2 separate regions of the Pan troglodytes genome follow, and region 2 is linked to region 1. A link is a contact called in public HiChIP or PLAC-seq data. All regions are on one chromosome and are shown on one strand. The core of a region is the stretch at or near the end of the contact, and the rest is flanking DNA. Distances in the headings are between cores, read along the strand shown. Region 1 has its middle 200 kb from the start of VLDLR. Region 2 has its middle 230 kb from the start of SMARCA2.

Region 1 (4,354 bases), core at 1,815-4,314:
TATTTCAACTTGTCTTTGTTCAAGCTGTTTTAACACCATAGAGACTGGGTGGCTTATAAACAATAAAATTAAGTTCTCCGAGTTCTTAAGGCTGCCAAGTCCAGGATCAGGGTGCCAGCATAGTCAAGTTCAGGGGAGGTCCCTCTTCTGGGTTGCAAATAGTCAGCTTCTCATTGTAACTTCATGTGGTAGAAAGACAGCGAGAGAGCTCTCTAAGGTCCCTTCTATAAAGGCACTGATCCCATTCATGAGAACCACACCCTCATGATGTAATTACTTGCCAAAGATCTCACCTCCTAATGTCATCACCTTGGGCATAAAGATTTCAATATATAAATTTTGGGGGAACACAAACATTCAGTTTATAATATAACTCTTCTTGGAGAGGAACTTCTCACCCTAGCTTTGGCTTCATAGTACCATAATTCATATGTCTATCACACATAATTCTTATGTCTAACCACATAGCCAGCACCTGAGTAGCCCTTCTCTGTTCTCTTACCACCACAAGAAAATAGTACTAGACATTACCTGTGGTTCAAGAGCTTCTACACTCTACCAAAACAAGATGGGTAAAATGTCTGCTCTTCACATTTTGCTTATGCTAAGCTAAAGGCTGTGAACTGCATCATTAAAGCTTTGGAGCATTCTCAAATATTTTCAACAGTAAACTGACTGTTTACTGATCAGATTTGGATTTTTAAAAAATCATGCTGTGGCGTAAAGGGTGACAAGCCTAGGAGCTGAGAGACCTTTGGATGACTATTGTAGACAGTAATTCAAGCAAGAAAAGATAGCATCCTAAACCAGGGAAGAACAAGTGAGAAGGGAGAAGAGAAAATGCAAGGAATATTAAAGAGGTATAAACCACCACCAGATTCAGAAATTGAATTACTGTGTTGAAGGGAAAGGAGGTATTGAGTAAGTGCTGAGTTTCTGGCTTAGGCAAATGATGGTAGGTAGAGCCTTTCACACACACACAAAAAAAAGAAATTCAGGACGAGAACAGATTTAGGGGAGGAGATTACCATTGTTTCTCTCCTAAATGGTTCTCATTTACACAGCAGGAGGGGGATGTTCTTCCAGGAATTATGAATGTCTTTGGCCTTGTTCCAAACTCCCAGCAAGAAGAAACCACAAAGATACATCCAGCTTACTGAAGTCTTTTTCAAATGGTTGCTCCTATTCTGACCCTGAGCTCAGCTGCTGGAGGAAGACCTTGCATTTCCCACATGCAAGCAAGTGAGGGGCCTTCTCACATGATGGTCCTGTCTTTTCAACCAGTGGGTGACAGCTATTGGCAACTGTCAGCTCAGCAACACTGGAAATAGGCTGTCCTCATTTTGCTCTGGTGCATGGTGACCAGCAGGAATGGCAGGGGCTGTTTTGTGCTCAACCTGAGTTGAAGTAACCCATCCTGGACTGAGATCTGATAGCACCAAATGGGATTGACTCTCTGGAGGGACCATTTTCTTACCAACTGAGGAGTTTGCCCCTTTGCTTTCTCTCTTAACTTTCAGATGACATCATTTGCATCAACTTCCCTTACTGCACTATCATCCACTTAGAATAATTGTCAGGAATAGTTCATCAGCTGTAAGCAGCAAGCACATCTCGCTTCCTGGGGAGCTGGAAATAATGTAAACTCCTCTGTTGTTAATTTTTTTTGACCACGCCAAATCTCATTATTGAATCAATTGAGTTGATTGAGAGTTTAACATTAACTTTAATGCTAATTCTTTGCCCTGTTAATAGTCAAGTCAATACAGGCACCTGCTATCTCTGTTAAGCTAATGAGGCAAGAAAAAGGATGGGAAAGATGGCAGGTGAGATCAGTTCTTCATCCCCTGAGTCTCTGTGTTGTCCAGGCAACTTTCCTGCAACTGTAAATGGCAGTGTTTTGCTTTCCAGTGTTTCTTTCCTTTGTACTGTGTTAGCAGACTGCCATTCCTTTGGGAATGGCCCCTCTACTTTGTCTTTCAAAGAGTGTGCAGGATGAACTCGAGCAAACAGTCTTATGGCAATTGCAGACATCGCTACTCCATCAATTTCTATTGTTTTTGATTCAACCTGTTTTTGAAAAAGTGTGGAGTTGGAAACACAACTTGGTGTGTTGCACAAAGCAACAAACGGTTTTAGTGCCTGGGAAAAGGGAAGGCACAGGTTTCAAGACACATTTAAAGAACTTGGGGGGTGGTGGAAGGAGTAGGCCATTCTGAAACTCATACCTCTAGCTGAAAAATTCTAATCTAATGAGTCTATAAAGAAGCAAAAAAAGAGTTTGTGAAAATTGTAGCACTATGAATTCAAACAAACATTATTATGACTAAGTTTGCCTTATCAGGGGAATTGTTAAACTCAAGTCAAAGGACAGGGAAATAATACATAATCAACCAAATAGATTTTTTAAAGTGGATAGCTTAGAATACAGGATATCAGTGGAAGCAGAGACATTGCACCTTACTTATAGGAATACAGGAGAAAAATAACATTCATGCGCCAATGTGGGCTTGTTGCTAGTATGTTTTTTAAACAGCCCAACTTTCATGAAGTATTTAGGGAACATAACGAATTAAGTTTAGCAGTCAAATTCTTTCTCTCCGTGTGTGTGTGTGTGTGTGTGTGTGTGTGTGTGTGTGTGTGTGTGTGTGTGGCGGGGTGGGGAGCAGAATTATTCATTCTCTGAGCCTCAGTGTAGTCCTCTGAAAAGTGGGTGTGATTCAAAGAGAAAAAGCCATGAAGTACTGAGCACAGTGCCTGGCACTTCCTAGCCACTGCATTGGTATTAATTTAGGAAACTTGCCTACAAAGACCATGTCCTTTCTACTTCTTCAGTTCACCAGCTGAAGCACATCACACACCATTCCAGCTTCCTTTGTTTCCTTCTGGGTGGTGTTTCCTAGATCTTTGCCTCCCTTGTTTTTTGTTGCGGGCCAGGCACAAAGCCACCTGGCTCTGGATGGTGGAGACTTGGTTATTTTCCAGGCTGCTTTGAGGATTCCCCAGGAGGACTATGTCAGAGGTGCTAATGAGTCTCTGTTTAACCATGACTGTGCACTCCCCTGGCAATTGGGACAGAGAGAAACACCTTGCACAACAATTAGCTTTTCACAGCCATTAGCAATTTGCAGTCATTAGCACCATAGAAACACTGCAAATAACACCCAGGAAGCAAACACCACTGTAAGGCGGGCTCCTAAGCTGCATCAGCCCCTCAGCAAGGCAGGAGTCTGAGAGCCCTAAGGTCCCCTGTGCCCACTTACTCCAGCAAATGGGTTTTGTGATTCAAAGTGCCTCTGTTCCTTCCAGTCATATCTTTGAAAATGGCTCTATCAAGCCCATTATTTGTTTCAGTGGGACATAAATCTTTCAGAAGAAAAGTCCAGAAGATGTAGTGCATAATAAAGCGATTGTGAATTCCCTCAAGACCAAGAATCCTAAAGGAGTCTGGAAGGAGTGGTGTGAATAATTGAAATTTGAGCGGAGTGAAACTCCAATGCAATGCAATGATTTAGCTCCAAAGCTGTTCATGGCAGCATTGCTAAATACCAGAACCATCTATATCTCTAACGGTAGGGATTGGTTAAATAATTGTGCTATACCCATTGAACTGAACATAATGCAGCCTTTAAAAATAATATTCTGGAATTTACAGGCAGATTATATCAAAAGGTTATAAAACTTTATTAACATTATTTCTTTTTTATTGTAAAATATGATATGCACCTTCTAAAATAGTAGTGATGATTGTCTCTGTGTGCTGGGAAAGGAAATGGATAATTTTTAATTTTTAAATTTTGCTGTTCTATGTTATTCTTCTAAAACAAATACAGATGTATGTGTAATCCTTTTAATTAGAGGGATAAAGACAGCAGAGTGAGAAGGTAAGCCCTGTCTGGTGTAGTGAGTTTAACATACCTAAAATAATTTTAAGTAAATATTTTATTGAAGCATAACATATATACAGAAAAAAGACACCAATAATAAGGACAGTTTGATGATTTTTCATAAAGTGCATAAATCCAGATACAGAATGAATCTTAAATACCATGATGGTTATGCTTGTGGCTCCACAAATGTCTGCATGGTGAACAATTACAGTAGGAAGTCAGCTGCGTGTTGAGGAGTCAGTGATGCAAGTTCATCAATTGAAAGCTCATTATGGTAATTGCATTAGTCTGTTTTCACACTGCTACAAAGAAATACCCAAGACTGGGTAATTTATAAAAGAAAGAGGTTTAATTGACTCACAGTTCTTCATGGCTGAGGAGGCCTCAGGAGACTTGCAATCATGAGAGGAGGAGAAGCAGGCACATCTTACAGGGTGGCAGGAGACAGAAGAGAGAGCGTGTGA
Region 2 (4,452 bases), core at 582-3,081, 180 kb before region 1:
AGTCAGAGAGGGGTCATTCTTCAAAGGCCAGGGAGTGAGAGGGAAGGAAGACTGTATGGATGAAAATAACCTCCAATCTGGACACTGTCAAAGCCAACAGACAGAAAACACCAAGATCCAAGAAGGCATGCAGGTAAGAAACACTGACAAAGCCAAGATTGTTCCCGAAGAATTCATCCCACAGAAGGGCAGCAGTTAACTTGCTGCATTCTGTTGACCTTTGGATTCCAGGACTGGAGTACATAACTAATGTAAAAGAGTGAACAATGACATATGGATGACATTCTTCCCACGGTGCCTTAACTCGCCATATTCCCTCTGTCTGGGAAATGTGTGCCAACCCCAAATGGTCACTCTGATCATCTCTCCTGTTCAGAAAACTAGACTTTGACCATCCTTTATGATCTCTTCTCTTGTGAACTTTATGGTGGTCAGAGTCACAGCAAAGTCGATTAAGAAAGGCCAAGAATCAGTGCTCCTGTTTGCTGGGACCAGGAGGCAGAGGACTAGCCTGTCATTCACAGGTCTTCTTTAGGGGAGGGGGCAGGGCTTGTAAATTGGGGAAGTGGGTGGGGTGGTGGGAAGCAGGAAATATTGCCAGGCCGGCAGGAATCCTGACCCTCTTGGTAACTCATCCTGTACCAAGCAACCAAGATAATTTTTTAAAGTACAGACTTGTGTGTGGAAATGTATCCTTCCCACAGCTCAACCTCAGCTTTGAAATGGTTCTCAACAGAAAGACACACAGGTAAACAGTAACTTTCTGAAGCACAATGAGTGGCCTCTGCTACAGAGACCAGTTTGGAGACTGCCACATAATACAATTTAAATTAAGCATGAGTATCTTTTTTTTTTTTTTTTTTGAGACAGAGTCTTGCTCTGTCACCCAGACTGGAGTGCAGTGGCACGATCTTGGCTCACTGCAACCTCCACCTCGCGGGTTCACACCATTCTCCTGCCTCAGCCTCCCAGGTAGCTGGGACTACAGGTGCATGCCACCACGCCCGGCTAATTTTTGTATTTTTAGTAGAGATGGGGTTTCGCCATGTTGGCCAGGCTGGTCTCGAACTCCTGACCTCAGGTGATCCACTCGCCTCTGCCTTCCAAAGTGCTGGGATTACAGGTGTGAGCCACCGCACCAGGCCGCATGAATATCTTTATTCATGAGCCTGGATCCCTAAGAATGAGGGTGCCTCTGACTATTCTTAATTCGTTCAGCGGTCACATTCATCGCACAACACCCAAAGACATATTTGGTCTGCAGTTCGCACCTACTCCTCTGGAGCTTTGAGCAGTTAATAACATTAGCTCGTTAGCATTAATTAAAAAGTATCTTATTACAGCAGGATCCAGAGTTACCACCTAGCCACTCTAAAAACCAGCGGTCGGCTTGACTTCTAGCAAAGCCTCTTTTATTGATGGCTTCTGTGGGTGTAGTTAACATCCGCCGTCCCCCGTCTGATCTCATTATTTCAAATCCTCGCATCCTGGCTGGCTTTGCCTTTTCTCTCTCTCCTCGATCCTCCCTTTACATAAATGCGATTGTTTCGTTGCTTCCTTCCTCGGAGCCGGGTTTTGTCCCGGCTTGGCTCGGTTTGCGTGTTTAAGAACGAGCGCCTAGGCCTCTGGGCGAGGGTCTAGAGCTCCCGCAGCCCTTCGCTGGGTGACCTCCTCCTGTCGGGGCCATTTGTCTTCAGGGCGTCTCTTTGAGGCTCTGAACAGGACGCTCCAAGTGGGGCCCGAGCGCTTGGCAGACAAGCCCCTGGATTGTTGCTAGAGACCCTCAGGTCGCTTTGGGGCGGAGCGCGCCTTTCAGGAATCCGGGAGCCTGGGATGCGCATGGCGAGGAGGGGGAAACGTGCTGGGGAGAAGGCAGGCCTTGATGTATGCCCTGGTGGACAAAAGCTGCTAGTGTCAGCTTGATTTGCACGATCAACATTCATGAGTTTCACCGCTTAGAAAGGGGGATTATCTGCAAACCGGAGACTGAATGGAAGCCATAAATAAGTGATTTCACACTACCAAGCAGGAGGAATATTCTACCTCCTAAATTATTCTGAACAGCATGTTTGGCCCCTTCCAGGTTCCCACCGCTCGCGAGCCCTCAGGGGTGGTGTGTGCAAACGGTGGACCTTTCGGCGCCTAAGAAACCGAGTGCTGAGCCCGGGAGCAGCGCCTGCTTTTCTTCCCAAGATCCACTCCGGGTTTTGCCTAGCGCTGCTCCGGGAACCCATTCCAGACGCGGGTAACGCCAGGCAACGTTTTCCTTCTCACCCGCCCACAGCCAGCCCCGAGCCGCCGGGGTTCCAGGCCCAACACAGCACAGATGCACGTTTCAAAATGTGCTCGAATATGCAGCCTGCATCAAAGGCGTTGGGAGGCTCTTTCATCCTCTCAGCTGCCTAAGAAGGGACATGCTCCCAGCTACCCTCATTTGTGGCTGGGTTTACTCTGAAATGAAAATGTACCTCTGGATGCAAAAAGAAAGGCTGGAAGGTTTTTTTCCCCTACTCCTTGCACCCGATTTCTCATTTTGCCTCGCCCTCACCCTCATCCTTTGTGTATGCCAGGCTGTGTTAACCCTATGAGAACCCCCGTGGCTTGCTCTTTTCTTTCTTCCTTACGGTTGTCATCCGGTTTGTAGCCTGACTTCTTCGGCCTGTCACGTACCCCTTCCTTTTCCTGGAAGTGGTTTTGTTGTAGGACAGCCACAGGTGGACGGCTGGACCTTACCCAGCTTTGAAGGGCGAGGACCGGGCGAAGGCAAAACCTGGGAAGGCTCTGGCTGCCCCCAGAGGACCGGGCGGAGCAACCACAGTCGCTGTGGTTATTACGTCCAGCCTCCTGGGACCTCCACTTAGCTTGGCTGTCACCCCGACCCCCGCCCGCACCTCCCCAGCTGCTGATCTCGGGGAGGCAGCCCTCCCTGAGGTGCTGAGGGCAGGACCCTGGCGAGCAGAAGTGAAGGGGTTAACAGCCATCTCCCTACTAGAATGGTGCCCTGATGTTTAATGGCAAATTACCCAGCAAGCACCTATTTTTAAAACTTTCACCCCTTTTCCTTGGGAACCCCCCACTGTTATGGAAAATTTAAGCCTTTAAAGAAAACACGTGTGAGTGTGTGTATGTGTGTGTTTGCGCGCGCATGAGCATGAGAGAGAGAGAGAAAGAGATAGTTGTCGAGGTAAGTTGAGAGATGGAGGGGAGGGGAAGGATTTCAGCATCATGACGTAGTATAGGAGGAAGCTTTGTCCCTGGAGGATTGATTTTGTGAGGGAGGGCAGAACCAGACGACAAGGGAAATTGAGATAATACGTCTGTACTCCGTAAAGGTGAGGGTCTACAACAGTCATCTAAGGCAGTGACAGACAAGGGTCCGCACACTGAAACCGCAGGGTGTCAACAAGGCACAGGAAAGAATGCAATGTAGGGCGCAGTTCTTTGGCTGGGCTAGGCGTGAAGCATTCGTGAGAAAGGTCTATACTATGAAGCCAGCTCACTGTAGACTTGGGACTCACTGATCAGCCTTGGCTCTCTGTGGAGACTCAGGTGTTTGCTAAATGAACATAAGATACTGCAGAGAAGGCTGCTAGTCTCCGAAGCTCATGGAAAGCGTTTCTTCCTGACCAACTGCAAAAGAGTAGATGTATACTGTGCTAACCTTTGTGAGGAAAAGGAAAAATGGGAGAAATACATGTACCTGCATATCTTTCAAAAAAATAGAAATATAGGAGGAATAAACCAGTAAAGAATGCAGTGAGATGAAGCAGGTCACCTAACAAGAAGGTGGGAAACAGGGTGGAAGGAATATGAGAGGGAGAAACACTTCTATGGTATAGCTCTTTGTATTATTTTTGATTTTTGGAAGTTTATTAATGTTCTATTTATTTAAAAGATTAAACCAAAAAGTATGGGAAGGGAGAAAAAACTAAAAACCAAACTGAAAAAAATAAACCCAACTGTATTTCAAATGAATAACCACACTGAAAGGGGGAAAAAATCCGAGTAGTTTATGAATACCCATTAGACCATATTCCATTAGACTTAGGTAGCGTGGGAGTCGGGAAGGACTTAAACACTAAACTCTTTTTACTGGGTTTGTTTTTGTAGCAGCATGGGCACAGAAGGATTCTGAAATGATTTTAGATATTTCCTGGTATTGAGCAAATCGGTAAACACATTGTTGTTGAGAGCCAGGGTTCTCACTGTGGAGAAGAAAGTTACAAATACAGAAAGAGAGAAGACACGGATGTAAGAAGAATGGATTGCAATTGGAGGTGTTGTTGTGGACTCATAATTTCTGAAATGTGTATATATGTGTATGTATTAATGTGATACATATATATATCTATCTATCTCCTGGCTTTGCCCACTGAAGCAGAAATCTTGGTAGCAGTGGCCATACCTAACAGCCACACCTTGCTTTTGAATGTAGTATTCTAACTAAGAGGA

Evidence for each region. HiChIP or PLAC-seq counts read pairs in DNA pulled down with a chosen protein or histone mark.
Region 2: a contact with region 1 is called in an H3K4me3 HiChIP or PLAC-seq map of stem cell-derived excitatory neurons, with 4 times the contacts expected there. The contact joins two enhancer-like sites. A contact is called at or near these places in 1 of 7 Hi-C or Micro-C datasets (stem cell-derived neural progenitor cells) and 1 of 1 datasets of contacts at active chromatin or transcription factors (stem cell-derived excitatory neurons).

What each region holds. Positions count from the first base shown.
Region 1 is chr11:113,510,246-113,514,599 of NHGRI_mPanTro3-v2.0_pri, reverse strand. No RefSeq gene overlaps it. Among named protein-coding and RNA genes, the nearest start is that of VLDLR, 200 kb to the right of the region's middle. Within about 2 kb of position 3,064, at least 4 of the 24 cell types and tissues checked have an H3K27ac peak or open chromatin away from gene starts, as enhancers often do. A contact at or near this core is called in stem cell-derived excitatory neurons, where this site is marked.
Region 2 is chr11:113,692,915-113,697,366 of NHGRI_mPanTro3-v2.0_pri, reverse strand. No RefSeq gene overlaps it. Among named protein-coding and RNA genes, the nearest start is that of SMARCA2, 230 kb to the left of the region's middle. Within about 2 kb of position 1,831, at least 23 of the 24 cell types and tissues checked have an H3K27ac peak or open chromatin away from gene starts, as enhancers often do. A contact at or near this core is called in stem cell-derived excitatory neurons, where this site is marked.